Regions from separate parts of the Sus scrofa genome. Here regions 1, 2, 3, 4 and 6 are each linked to region 5. The links are chromatin contacts, called in public Hi-C, HiChIP or PLAC-seq and promoter capture Hi-C maps. All regions are on one chromosome and are shown on one strand. Each heading gives the region's core, a stretch centred on a gene start, on an enhancer-like site or on the middle of the called end of the contact. The rest is flanking DNA. Distances are from core to core; before and after follow the strand shown.

The links. Promoter capture Hi-C pulls out the DNA fragments that hold promoters and counts their contacts. A called contact is a pair of places that touch in the nucleus more often than the background predicts. HiChIP or PLAC-seq counts read pairs in DNA pulled down with a chosen protein or histone mark.
Region 1: a contact with region 5 is called in an H3K27ac HiChIP or PLAC-seq map of skeletal muscle, with 7 times the contacts expected there. The contact joins the enhancer-like site here to the promoter of KLF7 in region 5. A contact is called at or near these places in 16 of 47 Hi-C or Micro-C datasets (adipose tissue, alveolar macrophages, brain and 10 more) and 2 of 2 datasets of contacts at active chromatin or transcription factors (alveolar macrophages and skeletal muscle).
Region 2: a contact with region 5 is called in a Hi-C map of liver, with 4 times the contacts expected there. The contact joins the enhancer-like site here to the promoter of KLF7 in region 5. A contact is called at or near these places in 2 of 47 Hi-C or Micro-C datasets (fetal skeletal muscle and liver) and 2 of 2 datasets of contacts at active chromatin or transcription factors (alveolar macrophages and skeletal muscle).
Region 3: a Hi-C map of embryonic fibroblasts shows a contact between it and region 5, with 5 times the contacts expected there. The contact joins the promoter of METTL21A here to the promoter of KLF7 in region 5. A contact is called at or near these places in 1 of 47 Hi-C or Micro-C datasets (embryonic fibroblasts) and 2 of 2 datasets of contacts at active chromatin or transcription factors (alveolar macrophages and skeletal muscle).
Region 4: a contact with region 5 is called in an H3K27ac HiChIP or PLAC-seq map of alveolar macrophages. The contact joins the promoter of LOC102167165 here to the promoter of KLF7 in region 5. A contact is called at or near these places in 2 of 47 Hi-C or Micro-C datasets (heart right ventricle and skeletal muscle) and 2 of 2 datasets of contacts at active chromatin or transcription factors (alveolar macrophages and skeletal muscle).
Region 6: a contact with region 5 is called in a promoter capture Hi-C map of liver, with 2.0 times the contacts expected there. The contact joins the promoter of CCNYL1 here to the promoter of KLF7 in region 5. A contact is called at or near these places in 1 of 5 promoter capture datasets (liver), 2 of 47 Hi-C or Micro-C datasets (embryonic fibroblasts and heart right ventricle) and 1 of 2 datasets of contacts at active chromatin or transcription factors (skeletal muscle).

What each region holds. Positions count from the first base shown.
Region 1 is chr15:110,646,846-110,649,782 of Sscrofa11.1, forward strand. No RefSeq gene overlaps it. Among named protein-coding and RNA genes, the nearest start is that of CREB1, 57 kb to the right of the region's middle. Within about 2 kb of position 1,601, at least 28 of the 83 cell types and tissues checked have an H3K27ac peak or open chromatin away from gene starts, as enhancers often do. A contact at or near this core is called in adipose tissue, brain, liver and 3 more, where this site is marked.
Region 2 is chr15:110,120,203-110,123,151 of Sscrofa11.1, forward strand. No RefSeq gene overlaps it. Among named protein-coding and RNA genes, the nearest start is that of CPO, 43 kb to the right of the region's middle. Within about 2 kb of position 1,434, at least 2 of the 83 cell types and tissues checked have an H3K27ac peak or open chromatin away from gene starts, as enhancers often do. A contact at or near this core is called in liver, where this site is marked.
Region 3 is chr15:110,788,037-110,791,135 of Sscrofa11.1, forward strand. METTL21A (protein N-lysine methyltransferase METTL21A) reads right to left here and starts at 1,430. Exons shown (of 4, transcript XM_003133611.4): 1 at 1,168-1,430; 2 at 349-528. The coding sequence starts at 495.
Region 4 is chr15:110,704,614-110,707,522 of Sscrofa11.1, forward strand. LOC102167165 reads right to left here and starts at 1,411. Exons shown (of 3, transcript XM_021074736.1): 1 at 1,213-1,411; 2 at 798-1,151. The coding sequence starts at 1,411. CREB1 (cyclic AMP-responsive element-binding protein 1) reads left to right here and starts at 935. Exons shown (of 9, transcript XR_002339130.1): 1 at 935-1,163.
Region 5 is chr15:110,377,533-110,380,400 of Sscrofa11.1, forward strand. It overlaps KLF7 (Kruppel like factor 7), which reads right to left and starts at 1,570. Exons shown (of 4, transcript NM_001097487.1): 1 at 1,275-1,570. The coding sequence starts at 1,376.
Region 6 is chr15:110,872,616-110,875,439 of Sscrofa11.1, forward strand. CCNYL1 (cyclin-Y-like protein 1) reads left to right here and starts at 1,297. Exons shown (of 8, transcript XM_005672131.3): 1 at 1,297-1,943. The coding sequence starts at 1,718.

The sequences.
Region 1 (2,937 bases), core at 351-2,850, 270 kb after region 5:
TGTCTTTTAATACTTAACGTTAAAAGTGAGCTACAGGATTTTCCAATAGCAAACTGCTGCCTTCTAGGTCACCAACTCATGGAACCCCAGAACCAGCCGTAAGCTGGTCCGGTGTGGCCCCCGATTTTACAGCTGAGCGGCACCCAAGTCAAACATCTTGTCACCTCAGCCCCAGATCTCAACTCCCTGCCTTCAGCTCCCCTGCTCTGAGGGCCCCTCATACACACGGTGGCTGGGCTGTCCTTAGGTCTGATTAATTTCTTTGTCACTCATTAATTAGGATGTGGGGATGGGGGGGGGTTGCCACTTAGAGTGAGGCAAACCCTGGACCTCTATCACAAACTCGGAGGGTTTTCAGGGCTTTGTAATTCGTAGGGGAGAGGAAAATAGGAGGAAACTAAGAAGGGGCTGGAGAGGAAGGGATCAGATAAAAACAGGGGCCAGGGGAGTGGTCTGTGACCATCTACTCAGACACAGGAGAGGTGAATCCGTGCTTCCCCCTAACGCTCTCCCCCCTCCTCCTCTGACTATTAACTTAACCTAAAGTCCTAACAAGAATTGATCAGCTAACAAATAGATCCAAAGGGGCTAACGGGGTTGATGTGATGTATCATGGGAAATAATGAGTCATGGAAAATTATGAATGAAAAGCAAGTGTGATCAATATATGACAATAGGTATGAGAGGGAGGTGACGATTCCTAGGCACTGACTCCTTTGTTTCGCATCCTGACTGATGGAGTTTGGGACAGTTTATCGGAAACCCAGCACCTTGGTGTGTTGAGTATTTTAAGCCGATGGAGTTTGGGGAGACAGCAGGTACAGGAAGGGCTCTCTGGCCTCCTTCCCCTACGCTTCCCGCATAAAGCAGGCCAGAGCCTCCTATGAGAAGCGCCACCTTGTACACGGAGGAAAGGAGCATCCTTATCTCTCAAGGGGGAAGGAACAGAGAAGAATCCCAACCAACGGGCCTTCCTAAGTCCCCGGTTACTACATTTAGCTCATACTCCCCATCCTGTCTTACCTTCCACAACTCTCCATGTCATCCACCCTGGCAGAAACTCTCAGTTTTAACTCTTGCAGTTCCTCATTTGCTATGGAGGCTCCTGAGTCACATAAAACTTATATTAAATAAATGCATATGCTTTTCTCCTGTTCATCTGCCTTTGCACTGGCGTAATTTTTGGACCCAGCCGGGGACCCCTCGAGGGTGCATGCAACCTCTTCTCCTCTACGTGGCATCATCAGCAGACCATGTGATCTGGCCTAGGCTGAACCCTGTGACCCACACGGGCAGCCGGCCTGCTTAGTTAGTCTTCCGCCTTCTCTTTTGCCTTCTGGCTAAAACCAAATGCTAGGATTTCATGTGTGTGTCCTGTGTTTCTTCTCTTAGTCATGTGATCCTCTCTTTAAATTTGGGGGGGCGTGGAGAGTGGAGGCTGCCGAAAGATGTTGTGAGCATGAAGAGTGATCACGTGGCCCGTGAACCTCAGAGGGTGTTCACTGAGAAAGGAGAGGCCCAGCTGGTGTGCAGGCCTTCCTGCCTGTGCCCTGCTGAGCTGGTGATATACTCTGTACCCTAGCCCTGCTAATGATCTGCCCAAGATGCTCTGTGTGGATGAGCTCACCTCTATGGCAAACTCTACTAGGTGGAATCCCAAATTCTAACCAGGTCTCTTCATTCATGAAAGGATGGTTTTAGTTAATGATTTACCCTTTCAAACACGGAGTCCCCGTACAGGATAGACTCCATGCTTCTCAAGTGCCTGTTAGCCAGTAACAGAATTCTGTAGAAATAATTTCTTTTTTTAAAAAGTCTGTCATTGGCATTATAATCTAAAACACAGCAATTCAGCCTCTCTGGCCATCTTCACGTGCGTTTTTTGCACACAGAATTAAATTGGAAGGTCAGAGCCATCAGCAGTCTCTCCAAGCATTTTCTTGCTTGGTAGGCAGGCAGGGAAGTGCCTCATTCTGGTGTCTGTCCGTTAGGCCAACATCACATTCCCAAGTTCTCTAGCTGCCACATTACTTGAACCGGGTCAACTCTGGGAGGGTGAGGTTTGCTTTTCCTTCCTGTAACCTCAGGACTGATTTAATTAAGCATCTCCTCCAGCCCCGATTTATAGTCTGAAAAGTGTTCTTGCAGCAGCCCTTCGATGTGCTATGGTTTTCAATGAGCTGAAATGCAATAAGTTAAATGGAAACACCATTCTGAGTGTCTGCTGCCACCCCAAGAGCGGTTCCAACAGGCGCATTGTCACTGAACATTTTAACTGCAAAGAACTGGATAAACAAGGGGTGGTTTCCTTCGGTTACTTGGCAGAGTTCTGGAAGTCAGAGGAGAGGACGGTTAAACTCCCCCATGGCCTGGGGGGCGGGGAGTGGGAAGCTTCCTGCTGTGAGGAAATAACCTTTTAAACCTTATTTCATAAATCACAAATTCTTTTTTTTTTTCAAGGTAAAAACTAAAAATAAGAAAACCCTAACACATAGGGGTAGAGGAAAAATGGAGAAAGGATGTCCCAGCGTCACTGTCCTCGGTCTGTCTCGAGGGATTTTTTGTTCTCCCATCAGGCCCCAGATGTCCTCCCCTGTTTGACAATCCTGACCCCCCACCCCAACCTGCCACCTAGAAATGAATGAAGCCAAATTCCCCATAGGAAATGCCCTTTCCTAGTCTCTCAAAGGCTTCAACCTCAAAATGAAATCTGACAAAAGAAACAAATTAGATTAAACTGCAGCGCTAAGAGCTTGGGATTGCTCAGATAAAAGACGGCAGAGCGGTTAGGGTGACGCGCAATCATCTTCTGCAACCTGGGGGAAAAACACAAAGTTCCCCTTCCTTCGGCTGTTCTTGCTGGCCCTGGTGCAGTTTTCACTGTCATACGAAGATAATGAATAGACAATGGGAGACGGTAGGACACGGGGAGGGACA
Region 2 (2,949 bases), core at 184-2,683, 260 kb before region 5:
GGAGATCAAGGAACCAGCCTAAGTAACTTGCCCCAGGTCACAGAGCACCCACGGCAGTCATGCTGTTAGATACCCTTCATTCCTTCACCTCATGTGCTGTGCCAGGGTGAGAAGGAAATGCATAATTCCTGTTCTCAGCTGCTTTAAATATTAGTAAAATATTTTTTTGAATGAATGTATTGACTTATGCAAAACTAAAGGAATAGGCATTATCAAAGCGTTAGTGTTTCTGAAATTTGATTTTAGGCTCTTGGAAGGGCCCTCCAGTGCCCCCTGGGACACTTGGAGAATTATTGTGCTGAGTTCAATCCATTTGCTTTGGAGCCCTGGAAGAGCCTCTGCTTTCCCCTGGGGCTGGAAGGAATCACTGGCTTTCTTTCAGGTCTCCTCTGGCACCCTCTCACCTGGTCTCTCCTTCAGAAAGAGACGTGACCCACTGATGCCCACCTGCCCCTCCCCCCACCCTCCTACTGTTTGTCTCCTTCCTCCACTGCCAGGCACCTGCAGGAAAAAGTTTATCCCAGCTGCTTCCATTTCCACACTGTTCATTTTTCTTCCTTAAACCCTTCAACCCGCCATTATCCTCACCCCAAACACTGTAAGTTCAAAGTTGTCACGAGACATGTTTCTACAATATTGTCTTAGCCTCTTTGCTGAAAACTCTATCTTGTCCTGCTTTACTTTACGCCACCTTCCTGCTTGAAAAACAGTCACAGTGACGGTGAATGACTTAAGCTTAAGAACAAAGACCTAAAGGCATAAGTTATTCATAGGGTCAGCTGAATGAGGACTTAATGCGTTGGTCTAGGCACGCTGGACTTGTGCGGACTGGCACGCTGTTTGCGCAGCATGATAAGTCCTCTTAAGAATAAAAGAGGAGCCCCATAGCCCCAAGGGGTTTATGATGGGTCGTTAGCTGGATATGCATTAGCAAAGAAGAACCGAGGTGCAAACCTAGGCAGATAGGCATGCCTTTTTCGGAAGCACAGTGAAGATTCTCTGGAATGCTATGCATAGATGGCTGACGCCAAGCTTCCTCATATGCTAATGATTGTTAAATGCCTAAAGGTCAGAATAAAAGCTTAATCAGCGACTTTAAAAATAACTTAAAAAAAAACCTATATCCTGAACCTACAACCCCTTTCTCACATGACATAATCCTAAAAAAACACAATAAAAGCAGTGTGGTTTCTTAAGGCAGTGCTCTTGGTCCCTGAGACCTTGCGTCCCCCGGTTCCCACATTTACTTAAGATAAATGTCTCTGTGTCTTGTTTTATGTTCACTTTTTTCCTTAAGTTTCACAGCACCCGTTCTTCGGCCCCATCCTGCTGAGCTGGTCTCGGCACAAAGTCACCAAATGACCCCTAGTCACTAGTCTAATCCTTACTTAGTCTGCTCTACCAACTTCTTAGCACAGGATCAGGTCCAGATCTGATTTCCCTTGTCCTCTGCCACCAGAGAACCAAAGTTCTGCTTTCCTCTCTCGTGACTGTTATAAACAGCTTTGCTTCAGCAAAACTGGTGACTCCATGTTTCCTGAAGGCATTTACGCATTATTGCATTAAGCAGAGATAGCAATTTTCTTATTAGGCTGATGAAGTATGGCTTAGAGTATCAGTAAAATAAAGGCCCAAAGGATAAAGTGACGCTTCAATTAAACGATCCAGATTTTTTTTCCCCCAGAATTTTTCTATCAGAAATTCTAGAAAGAAGCTGTCGTGATTTTAGCACACATGAGCAATCTGGATTTTAGAGTTGAGGGTGTGTGTGTTTTTATTACATAAGGCATGAGTTAGAAGGTATTTTTTCAGTATTTAGTGCTTGAATGCCTCTAATTGGGCTGAAGACTGGGAATGTTTTCTAACACATGGAGATTGGGTGACCTCATGCATAAAATGGAGGTGCCCATGGTACCTGCTTGAGAGTATTGTTCGGAGCACTAAAGAAATGATGCACATAAAATGTTTAGCATACTGGTGCTCAGTAGGTACTAGCTATTATAGTTGCTATCATTGCAGTTGCTTAGCCTCACCATCATCCCAAATGTATTAGATCCCCAGGGGCTGCTGTAACAAAGCACACAAAGTGGGTGGCTTGAAACAACAGAAATGTATTCTCTCACGGTTCTGGAAACTAGAAATCTAAGCCCAAGTGTCAACAGGGCTGTATTCTTTTTGGAGGTTCTGTGGGGGATTCTGCTCTGTGCCTCTTCTAGCCTCTATGTCTGCCGGGAACTTCTGGTGTTCATTGGCTGATGACCCCATCACTTAGATCCTCTGCTCTGTCTTCACATTGCCTTATCTTCTCTCTGGGTGCTCCAGATCTCTGTCTCTCCCTTAAAAGGACACTTGTGATGACACTTAGGGTCCACCCAGAGAATTCAGCCATCTTCTCATAGTAGATCCTTCTCTTAATCACCTCTGCAAAGACCCTTCTTCTAAGTGAAGTGACATTCACAGGTTCCAAGGAGTAGGATGTAGACATGTCTTTGGAGGCTGCTATCATCCTAGCACACCAAATTAGAGGCTTCTGGAAAGGAGTGACCTGTTTCCTTCATCTGTGTACTTCCCACCATACCTAGAACTCTGAATAGAAGAGGATGAGCTCAAGGGGGTTCATACATTATTCATGAGTAAGTAAATAAGTCAATTGGACCAATGATGAATGTGTGCATGCCTCAGGTCTAACTTGAAAAAATCAAAACAGAGGGGGGTGTCCAGCCAACATCCATTGAATGAAAAGCCCCATATGAAAGATTTTGTAACTAGCCAGTAGTTTGATAAGACTATTGATTGAATTATTAGAATTATTTAAATTTTCAATTAAAAAACTGTAATGGCTACTAAGCTATGATCCATGCAGTCCAGTCCTGTCCTGAGTGGTTTCACTCTCAAAGAAGCAGAGCCCACCAAGGGATTCCAACATTTAAAGGTCCAAGGACAAGTGCC
Region 3 (3,099 bases), core at 180-2,679, 410 kb after region 5:
CCTACACCACAGCTCACAGCAATGCCAGATCTTTAACCCACTGAGCAAGGCCAGGGATCGAACCCTCAACCTCATGGTTCCTAGTCAGATTTGTTAACCACTGTGCCACTACAGGAACTCCTAGAAATTTTTTTGAAGGGAGTGGGATGATGAAATGTTTTCAATTGAGTGTGGCGACAGTTGGGCCACTCCGTGGATTTACTTAAGAAAAAAAAAAACAAAAACCAAACTACTTTAAATAGATGAAATGTACGGTATAGAATTATATCCCAATAAAACTATTATTAAAAAAAAATAAAGACCAGTCTTATAATCAGTTGCTGGAGGCTCCCCCCGGGGGTTACTTACCGCGTCCCAAACCACGGCAGCGACTCCCAGCTGCTTCCAGTCCTGCTGGATCTGGATCCTGTGGTTTGCAAAGGAGAAGGTGGCAAGAGGCTTGTGGAATCTCTGCAGCCCCATTCCTGCGGTCTCCTCATAGGGCACCAGGGCCATCTCGTCCGAGCCCAGCTCCCTGCTCCCTCAAAGCTGTGGAGCAAAAGAATTCTGCGTGATGCTTCTAGCCAGAAAAAGTATTATTACCTCTTAAGTAGCTACAATTGCTTTCTTAAGGTCATTTTACGAGTTCAAAATAATTAACACTCGAGGAAAGAAGCCTTTGTCTCATTCCTTTTACATGGCTCTTCTGGGAAGTGAGATATCGCTCTGAGTTCGTGCTGTAGCCGCTCGACGAATTCGCAGCTGAGCGAAGAGTGAGCAAAGTAGAGGTGACAGCCCAGGACTGCGGAGAAAGTAGCGCTTTCTAAACTGCCGGGGCCCGTGTAGACTGCAGCTGCAAGCCGCTGCGTTGGGCAGGGCATTATATTGTTGTTTCTTTCTTGGTCTTCCTTGCTCTCTCTAAATCGTTGCGTTCAAGAGCGACCCCACAGACGTCTGAACTTAAATGAAGGGTTAACGGTAAGATTATCCCGCTTTACGACACCAGCCGGCTATACACGCTCAACGCAGTTACATTTCTTGCACTGGAAGTGAAAGACGCTAGTGGATTCCGAGTCGCTTTCAGCGAGCGAGACCCCGGGTCCAGGATAGATTGGGGCACCGCGGCTCGGAGACCTCCTCATAGTCTTGACCCCCGCCCGCCCCACTGAAGGTCCGACAGGTACGTACGTCCTTCCCGCGGGCCCCAAAGCTGCGGGAACCGGCGGGATCGGGCCGGGAGCTACGGATCCCCAGACGCGCGGGCTTCCTGCCCCATCTCGGGAGCGCCCGCGGCCTCCCTGCCGAAGGCCGAAGGCGCGCTCAGCGTCCCAAGAGCCGGGCGGGCTACACACCCCGGCCGGCAGCGCAGCCTCCCCTCTACCTACGGCTCCCGAGGCGGCGCCGGGTTGGTGCGCGCGTTGCTCTCCCCGCCCCGAGGTCGGCGGCGGAAATGACCCGCGCGCGGAGGTGGGCAGCCCGCGCTGGGGCCACGCGTTTCCGGCTCCCCGCCTTCCCAGCTCCCCGCCTTCCCAGGACAAGTGCTGGCTGGGGGCGGGCCCTCCCCCGCGTGGGTCCCCAGGGGATTGCGGCCAAGTCAGTTTCCCGGGGGGCCCGGGAGAGCGAGGTGCAGAGCCGCGGGCGGGAGCGCCGAAGGCGTGGGTACCGTGGCGACCGGGGAGTGGGAGGCCGCCCACCTGGTGCTGGGGCCGCTTATCTATGCGCTCGTTTTGGCGCGCGCGTCTTTTTGTGTGTGTTTCTTAAACGTGTGTGTTTGCCTGTTTTTAGTTTTAAGGGTGGCTAGTTAGCGGGTGTAGGAGAAAATTCGCTCCAAAGAATACGTGGTCACCCATCCGTCCTTGTATTAGCAAAGTGAGGTTCGAATTGGTGCAATCCGGCGCTCCGTGGCGGTAGAGTGGGAAACGTGACAAAGCCCTTCTCAACTAGAGAGCAAAAGCCGAGCGGGGCGCCCGGTGTAGACCGGAGGTCCAGGTCTTCCTTCCTCCCCGGACAGAAAGTTAGCGCCCCTGGCTTGGGAACGAACACCCGTTCTCCAGACGAAAGTTGCTGAGAGTGTGGCACCTGGCCGCAGGCCCTTGGGAAGCGCTCAGCTTGAAGTGAGCACCCAAGAATGTGACGGCGGCAGGGGCCGCATCCTTCTCTCCGAAAGATTCTTTCTCTTCTCGGATCTGGACTCCCAGCCGCCGTGACCCCCCCGCCGCCGCACTCTCAGGAGAGGGCGATTTTCAGCTCTCCCTGCACGTTGGAATAAACCGGAGCGCTTTTCATCTCCGCAGACCAGGACTCTGCCAGGGGAAAGTTTCAGCTGGTGTGCGGTGGGACCCGAGCCTTGGCATTTTTTTTTAGAGCTTTCCTGGTGATTGCGCCCCGCGGCCACTGGTTAGAAGCTTGAGCCAGACCTAAACCACCCCCTCTCCTCGCATCCCGCAGGGGGCGTGCCGGGCTCTGTCCACATTTCCTTTTCCTTCCTGGAGGAGGGAGGCGTGGGTGGGGCCCTGGGACTGCAAAGTTGATTTGAACGGAACTTTGAAGGTCACTGGTGAAGGTCTTTTACTCTTTTTTTTTTCTTTAGCTTTGCTTCTTTATTATTAATTTTTTATGTGATTGAGTTTATTTTTGAGAGCAATGTTTTTTATTTTATAATGATTTTTATTTTTTCATTATAGCTGGTTTACAGTGTTTTGTCCATTTTCTACTGTACAGCAAGGTGACCCACTCACACATACATGTATACATTCTATTTTTGAGGGCAATTTTAAGTTCACAGTAACGTTGGCAAGATTTCCCACACACTCTCTGTTCCATGCATAGCCTCCCTCATTATCAACATCTCCCGCTAGGATGGTACATTTGCTCCAACTGATAAACCTACACTGACACATCATTGTCACCCAAAGACCACAGTTTATGCATTAGAGTTCACTGTTGGTGTTATATATGTTGTGAGCGTGGACAAATGTAGAAGATGTGTATCCACCATTATAATATCATACGGAGTAGTTAGTTGTACTTCCTAAAAAATCCTCTGTCCTCTACACATCAACTTTGGCAACCACAGATTTTTTTTTTTTTAAACTATCCATAGTTTTCCTTTTTCCAGAA
Region 4 (2,909 bases), core at 161-2,660, 330 kb after region 5:
TCACGCTGCCGGTTTAGAGAGGGAGTAGGTGGCGAAGAAAAGGGTGCAGCGGGTGCAAACCAGCGCCGGAGAAAACGGGTTGTGAAAAGACAGCGACACGGGATGGTGCGGGGCGGGGCGGGGAGGAAGGGAAGACATTCCGAGAGTGTTAAAGAGCAACCTCGGTCAGAGCAGGTCATAGCTAGGAGGCCAAAGATGTGACCGACGGGCCTGGCCACCCTCGCTGCCGCGCTAAACCCCGCCAGGCGCGCGAAGTCCCAGAGCTTCTGCCCCCCGAAACAGAATAGCCCCACTGGCGGCCGCCAGGTTTCTCACTGGATTCTCAGAGCAGAGCCAGCCAGCCTGCCCACAGAGAGGGAAAACCCTCCCCACCAGGACCCACGACGCCCGTGGGCAGGACCGGGTCAGCGCCGCGGCCTTGAGGCCCATCGCCCGGCCGAGGCCCCAGGGGTCAGGGGCGACCGCAGAGCCGCAGCAGCCTTCCTCCCCGCCTCGCAGGACTGCGGACCCGGAGCTGCGTCACCCTCGTCCCGGCAGCGTCTGAAAGTCCCCGAGCCGGCGGTGCTCCGAAGCCCAGACCCGGCTCGCCGTAGCCGCCCTAGAACCCGCCGCTTACCGCCGAAAGGCAGCCGGCGCGGGGGTTTCCAACAAGCCGTCGACACCCCTCGGGAATTCCCCACCCGGCCACACACAAGCCCAACTTCTTCCTGCAAATTTCCGCAGCCGGTTTTATCCGTCTATACCCAGCGAGGAGACGTAGACCACTCCTCCCCACCCTGCCGCCCGCCCCAGCCCACCTTCTCCTTCCCTCATCCCGCGGAACCCCTCCGCCGCGCCCGAGGGAACCCGAAGGTCTTCGGCAAGTTCCGCCTCCAGAGCGGAGGGCGGGGCCGCTCGAGCTCCACCGGGCCGAGCTCGGCTGTTTCCGTGCGCGGCCGCTGCGCACTCGGCACTGGGCGGCGCTGGCTGGCTCCCTGGCTGCGAGTCCTCAGTCGGCGGCGGCTGCTGCTGCCTGTGGCCCGGGCGGCTGGGAGAAGCGGAGTGTTGGTGAGTGACGCGGCGGAGGTGTAGTTTGACGCGGTGTGTTACGTGGGGGAGAGAATAAAACTCCAGCGAGATCCGGGCCGCGAACGAAAGCAGTGACGGAGGAGCTTGTACCACCGGTAAGAGGAGCAGGAGGAGGAGGCAGGAGCCGGAGAGAGCCGGGGGGACGGAGGGGGGACGGGGAGGCGCCGGACACCCGCGCTCGGGGCCTTCCCCTCGCAGGAGGGGCCGCGGTAAAGATGGAGCCTCCGCCCGAGCCCCACACCATCGCCGCCGCTCGCAGCGAACAAAGAATAATGGCGGCGGACTGGAGCCAGCGGCGGCCGGGGCGGCAGCGACTCTGCCTGCAGCCAGCGGCGGCGCTCATGGCGGGGGGCGGCGGGCGGGGTGGGAGCCGGCGGCCGGGGGTGTGTGCGGGCGGCCGGCCGCGGAAAGCTGGCGCCCGCGTTCCCGCCGCCGCCGCCGCCGCCGCCGGGCCGGGCGCGGAGCCGGGAGCCCGGAGCCCGGAGTCGCCCCGGGGGAGGCCGCCCGCGGGCCCGGCCCGGCCCGGCAATGCCCACCGCGCCGCTCGCCGGCCCCCGCCGCCCGCCTCGCCCCCGGCCCAGCCTGACCCGGCCCGCTGTCCGCCGGGGCAGCGCGCCGGGGTGCCCGCGGGGGGTGGAGGAGGAAGAAGGCGACAGTTGAGGGCAGAGGAGGTGAAGGTGCCTGCCTTCCTGGTCGCCTCCGTGTCTGCCATGCCCGCTTCGCGAGGGGAAGCGCTGCTGCGTCTGACCTACTCTCCTCTCCACTCTCTTTGTGCAATAAAGTTCGAAACCCAAGGTTTCCTCTCGTACTGTATTTTATTCACGCCTTTTCCCTCGGCTCCCACCCCACTGGGAAAATGCTGTTTTCTGTGCTTTTCTGCTTAGATGAGGCGATGAGAACTCGCGCTTTTTAAGATAATTTTTGACTCTTTGCTCACCCTCTTTTTTTTTTTTTTAAGTTAGTAGTCATGGAAATGCATTCTTTGGGGGAGGAAGGGGGTGCTAAGAAAAACATATTTGTAATAACTTTTTAAAAACTGTTGGGATCTTGTAAAAGGGAAGCTGATGTTTGAGAACAAGTTTCGGTTTTAACCCTTTTCAATAAGGTTAATGCTCACTTGAGAGCTATCATTCTGAAACACTTCGTTGAAACGAATATTAGGCGATGTACTTTTGTTTTACATCACTTTTTTTTTTTTTTTTTTGGCCTGACGTGCCTTTGGCGTTGGGTCTTCAAGATCTACCCTCGAACCCCTACCGTGTTTCTCACGCAAATAAGAGATTGGTTAATACTAATTCTAAAAATAGGTATCTAAAAGTATCCATTATCTGTCTCCTGTACTAGGTAACCCCAGCCTCAGACCGACAATAATTTAAACCACAAGATTTATTTTTTCTTTGCCTGTTAGGGAAAAGGGACAGCAGAAAAGTCATTGACACATCAAAGATTAAAAGACAATTTTTAAAGGACCAGAGATATGACCTATTTAAGTTTGTCTTACTTCCCTTCTTGAGAAGTTAGAATTTCGTGCTAGCCTTAGCTTGCTTCATTTCTGCCTTCTTAAAGTTAAGTATAAAAGATGCTTTTCGTCGCCAGCTATTGAAATCTTTTACACTCATTTCCTAATTTGAAAGTAAAGCCAAAATGGTTATTTTAGGTGGTACAAAAGACGAGCTCGGATTTGTTTTCAAAATATCTGTCACAGTGTGATAGAATTGTGATTGATACAAGGTTTCTTGTTAGGAATAAATATTGTTAGTAGAAGCACTGTCTTCTGATTTTCTCTATCCAAGTCACTTTTGCAAAACCTGCCTTGCTGTATTGCAAGTCTTTAAAAAACC
Region 5 (2,868 bases), core at 320-2,819:
GCAAATCCCGCTTTGGATACTGGCAGAGGAAATTCAGCCGTTCATTAGCCTTAACAAGCTGCTGTCACGGAGCGGAGAAGTTACACGAGCAGCCACACACCAAGCTTCTTGCAGCCCCTCCTCAAGGGCAAGCACGTTTTTCCAAGGCGGACCATGCAGGTTCGCACTTCCAATGTGCAAATTCAAACCGTCTTCTTGGACTTTCCATGATGCACACTGCAGAATTTTGAAAGACTACTCGTGTTCCTCCACTCCCCCATCCACCATCTTTCCTGCATTTAATGTCCCCTCAGCAGCTCCTAATCCTTACTGAGAAAACCACCATTTCCGCAGCAGATCTAGCACTTTCCACTGACCAGCACTTTCTTTATTCCACTTCACAAAGCCCAGGGAACTTGTCACCAGCCCCACTTCCCCCTTACTGGGACACCCAGCCAACTTGGCATCAGTGCCCTTCAGCATCTTAGGAGTTTCTTAACTAGTCCTCTAAGACAAAGTCAGAGGCATGGAAGTACACATCACCCTTTGTCAGAGGTTGTGCCAAGTGGAGAGGGACCCCTCCAAAAAAAGAGAAGCAAGGACACACATAGAGAAGGTGTTCTCTTTCTGAAGACGTTGCACTGGAAAGACCTACAATGCACGTTCAGCATTAGACAGATAACATCTTCCAGTCCTCCTCGGAAATATCCTCAAGTATCTCTTATCACTGGGCTCCTCTTCTTTCTGCCCACCTTCTAATCTCAAAATCAAGTTTCTATTCTTTACAGATACTCCCTAATTACTGGGAAAACACTCCGCTTTGCTCCTACCGCCTCCCCTCCACCTGACGGTCGTTAGCACAGTTGAAAGAGATGAACCTGATTTAAGGTTCAAGATTCAAGTAGGTAGAGCTCCTGCATATAGGGAAGCGGTACCTGTCACCGACGACTTGTAACCCAAACCACCTTCCCAACCCTCTCCTCCGAACCCCAGAAGTTAGGGAGGTCTCTGCTGGGGGACACTGAGCTCGACAACGTGTGCGCAAGGATGCGTGTTGGCGACTGAAACGCAGGCAGCTCAGACCGGCTGCTCAGCTCGGCACACTAAGGGGTTAGGGGGTGGGTGGAGAGGTAAGCAGATGACTGTTTCCGAAAACATTTTAAATAACAAACAGCCAAAAAGGGGGAAAAAAATAAACAACAACAACACAAAATTCAACCCCAAGCCCACACCAACGCAGCCCCTGCGCCTCCGCCGCCGCCACACGATTTACACAAGTAATTTAAATCATTCACCTGCTGCCAGGTCTCCTCCAGGGATGGCAAAGCTGAGAAGTAGCCGGTGTCGTGGACAAGTTGTAGCTCCTGGAATATACTATAACTAGCCAACACGTCCATGCTGCTGCTGCCGGGCAAAACGGGAGGAGAAACCCTCCCCCGAACACAGTTGGGTCTGTTTGTTTGTCAGTCTGTCTGGCTCACCCCCCAAGAAGGCAGACATCCAGTGGCCCTTTTGTTTTGTTTTGTTTCAGTCAACTAAAAAGGAAAAAAAAAAAAAATCAATGCAGGAGAGAGGGAGAGAGGAGGTGAGAAAGGAGAGACTGAGTGGGGCGGATGGAAAGAGGCATCCAGCGTGTACAGTGCAGACGGCTGCCAGGAAAAGGGGACTTCTCCACGGGAGTAACAATTCCCTTCCAGGGCTCTAATCACTCCAGCTCGTGGATCAGGAAGGGGGATGCAAACTCACTGACACGAAGCTGCCATCTATTTCTGCAGCGCTGTTCGCTCCTAATGCAATCTTTGCTCTTTATTTTGGGAGGTTGCATTTTTTTTTTCTCGCGATCGCTTCTCTCCCCCCCTTTCCTTCCTCCCCACCCCCCACCCCATCCTTGCTAGTTTGTAGTCTTCCCCCCCTCCTTTTCTCCTCCTCCTGCTCTTCCCCCTCCCCAAACTCCCTCCCTCCGCCCGGCTCTCCGCGCAGCCGTGGGATCTCGGAGGAGGGCGTCCATTAGGCCGCGTGTGACCATGTAAGGTAAACAGGGGGCTCATGAAGTCACTGAAGACCAATGGGGAGCACGAAGCGAGGCCTGGGGCGGGGCTTGGTCCTGGCGACGGGCTTGGATTGGCGCGCTGCGGATCTCCCTGCTGCCTTACAAGGCGGTGCGAGGCGAGCTATTTTTAGAGGGCTATATAAGGGGGCTGAGGCTGCCGCCGGGCTGCCGGGTAACACGAGCGCGAGGGACGGGGAGGGTCGCGGCGACACTTGCGCTGGCTCCGGGGACGCCGAGGCGGCCGGGATCGGGCTGCACGCCGGCCTCCGACCCTCGCTTTGGTGCCTAGCGGAGCCAGGGCGTTCGGAGCCGGTTCCCCTGAGAAGGGAAAGGGTCGCATGTTGCCGTTCTGGCGTGGACGCGGCCGGTCAGGAGGTGAAAGTCCAGAACGCTGGGTTAAGATGCCTCCTGGAGGAGGAGCGGGGCGGGGGACTGAGAAGCCAGCGTGGGGAGGAGGGCCGGCCACTTCCCACTCCACCTACCTCCTAGGCCCGGGGGCGGGGAACCGCGAGGGAGGGGCAGCGCAAAGGACTTCCTCACTTCCTAAAAGATAAACCGGCGTGGGGGGCGGGAAAGAAAAAGTCACCAAAAGCCCCTTCACGAATTCCCCACAGGCTGCCAGGGTGCAGAGAAGAAGCGCCAGAGGAGAAAGTGCCGCTCACAATGGAGCAGAACAAAGGGGAGCGGAGCGCAGAGAGCAGCCTGTGCCCGCCCCGCGCCCGCACGCAGTCCCCGCCCCCCACGCCCCTTGGCGCCGCGGTGCGCCCCCCGCCCCCCAGCCTGTCCTGCCTTCTGACCCCGTGAAGGGGGAATGCAGCCGGGGTCAGACCCCCAGTTAG
Region 6 (2,824 bases), core at 47-2,546, 490 kb after region 5:
TCCAGAGTGACCTAACTACAAACCACCTGATAGGGACATCTTACCTTCACAACATTCAATGATTCTCATGTTTCTGGGAAACAATTCAAACTCTTTACCCCAGCATCTACTTTGGGGTTAGGCAGATCTAGGTTTGAATTTCAGGTTCAAGTATTCTGCAGCAGTGTGGCCTCAGACAATTGGACTTTCAAAGCCTTTGTTTTTCTCAGGTGTCTAAGCTCACTGAGGGCAGGGTTATTTCCCCAAACACAATGCCGGGCACATAGGGAGCGCTAATTAATGCTGAATGAAGGGAAAGCATTTTAAAATCCACATCAAAAAGCTGTCCCTCCTTAAAAATAAAATAAAATCCTGATATGCTGTGCCACTTCCAACCAAATTTGATTTCTGTCTTTATTTCCTGATAATCACAATCCCAGGGCTGGGCACCAGGGATGAAGGCTGGTTCTGCCTGGCGTCCCCACCCCTTTAGGGATCCACACTATCAGGGATCAAATCCTGGCCATACCCCTGAGCAATTAGGTGACCTTGGGAGCGTTATTTAATTTATGGAAAATCTGTGTTCCTGATGGTTTTGTTCTCAAGGGTTAATGAGCACCACACTTGGAAAGGGTCGGGCGCGTATTAAGTGTTCGCCAAATGTTAGCTATCGTTAACCTCCTTCATCAATTCAAGACCGTGGTACTCCACTTTGTGACTCTCAATTTTGTATGAGAAAAACGTGCTTTATGCGTTGGCGAGAAAGAGTTGCTGAATCCCCGCGTTTCAGAAGTGGAAGGAACGAGTTCGGTGCCTATTTTACCGATGAGGAAGTGTAGGGGTGACGTGTCCTCGAGTCTTATTCAAGACACTGCCACAGCTTTTTACTGAAGGTAAGACCAGGGCCCCGGGGGTTGCTGTGGTCAAACTGAAGGCAGAACAGAGGAGCATTTAGTTACAAAAACGGTCAACAATTCGGGTGTAACTAAGTTCGTTGAGCAGTACATCAAATGAGCCAGCCGTCAGACCTAGCGAAACCAAGTTGCTAACGAACTGGCTCTTTACTTAAGGGGCTATTTTATAGAGCCCGCTCAGCCAGGACAGCTTCAGTTAACAAACTCCCGCAACGCTTCCGCAGGACCGGAAAGCTCCGAGCCGTGAGAGATGAATGGAAACCAGAGTTCAGGGCGCGCCTCGCGGGGGGCGGAGCGCCGATGGGCAGGGGCGGGGCATTATGAGTCACGTGCCTACGCTTGAGGCGGGCGCGTGGAGGGAACTCTAGATGTGATTGGTCCGTCGTAACCAGGTGACCAAAGGACGCGTTCCGGTTGGCAGGGGCCAGCCAGGCGAGGCTTTCAGTCGGGAGGCGGCGGCGGAAGGAGGAGGAGCTCCGGCTGCGCTCTCTCCCGGCAGTGGCTGCGCGTCTCAGCGTTTGTCGGGTCCCCACCCCTTTTAAATAAGCCGGTCTGGTCACCGCCCTCACAGACTAGTTGGCTCCGGGGAGGCGGCAGCGGCGCGGCGGCGGGGGTGCGGCCGGGGCCGGAGCCCTGCCCCGGGCCCGGCGGCGGGGCGGACGGGCGAGTGGGGCCGAGGCCGCGTCTGCATGCGCGGCGCAGCCCCGGCATAGCCCGGGGCTGCCCGTGCCGGCCTCGCCATTGTTGGGGGAGGGGGCGGTTGCTGAGAACGGCGGAGTCGCAGGGCGAGCCGAGGAGGTGGCGGCCAGAAGCGGAGGCGCCCCATGGGGAACACGTTGTCCTGTTGCTTGTCGCCCAATGCCAGCCCCAAGCTGGGCAGGCGCAAGGGGCCGGTGGAGCCAGACTACGAGTCTGAAGTCTGTGAGGCGGCGGCTGGGGACGCGGTGGCAGTAGCTTCCGCGCCGGCTGCCGTGGAACCAGCTGAGTTGGATTACGGAGCCGGCGAGGGCCACCACCTGCAGCACATCAGCGACCGGGAGATGCCCGAAGGTAAGGCGGTGGTAGGCGCACCTCGCCCCTCGCGGGGCCGGCTGCATCTGTTCTCGGGCTTACCTCTGGCCTCCGCCGCCCCCAGGGTTCCCCCGGGAGGGAGCCGCCGCCTAGGGCTCCTTCCTGCCCGGAGCTGGCTTTCCCAGGGCTGGGCACCGGGGATGAAGGCTGGTTCTGCTTGGCGTCCCCACCCCTTATTCTTTTCCCGTCGCGTCCAGCCAGTCTTTTTTCCTCTAATCTACCCGAAAGCCCAGTTCTTTCCCCCATTCCCATTTCCCACCCCAGTCTGAGACCCTCCGGTCTGCGACCCTTCCTGTTTGCGGCTCTTTATTAACGCCTGGTGGGACTTTATAAAGACTTTCTGGTATAGTCTCTGTATTCTCAGTGAAAACTTAAATAACCCAACTATGGCGTATCCATCCCACCTCCTTATCCTTACCTATCCAGATGGTACCTAAGTGAAGGAACCAGGTAAGGTAGTTAAGGCAGTTGATACAATTTAGACGCATTCCAGAATTTGTTATTTAAGTTCAAAATAGAGATCGACAGAGTCTATATGGCGTTCTTCGGTAAAATTATTTGAATTTTAACGTTTTCAGTCGCCCTGATAGAAGCTGCTTTCTTCCTTCTAACTGTAATTTGAGCACGAAAATAAAGAAAATGATTGGGGGCGGGGGGCTTCAAATAAGTGCGAACGTTTGAAATGTTACTGCCACGGCTGCAGAGAATAGTTTTTTTACCCAAATTCGAACCCACGGGGTTCTGATTACTTTCAAATTCCCACTTGGACACAACTGTCTTCAGCCCCGCAGCCTTAACCGACTTCATTTACACGTTGCCAGTTTTAAAGAAGAGGTGAGGTGATTCACCAGACTGTTAAA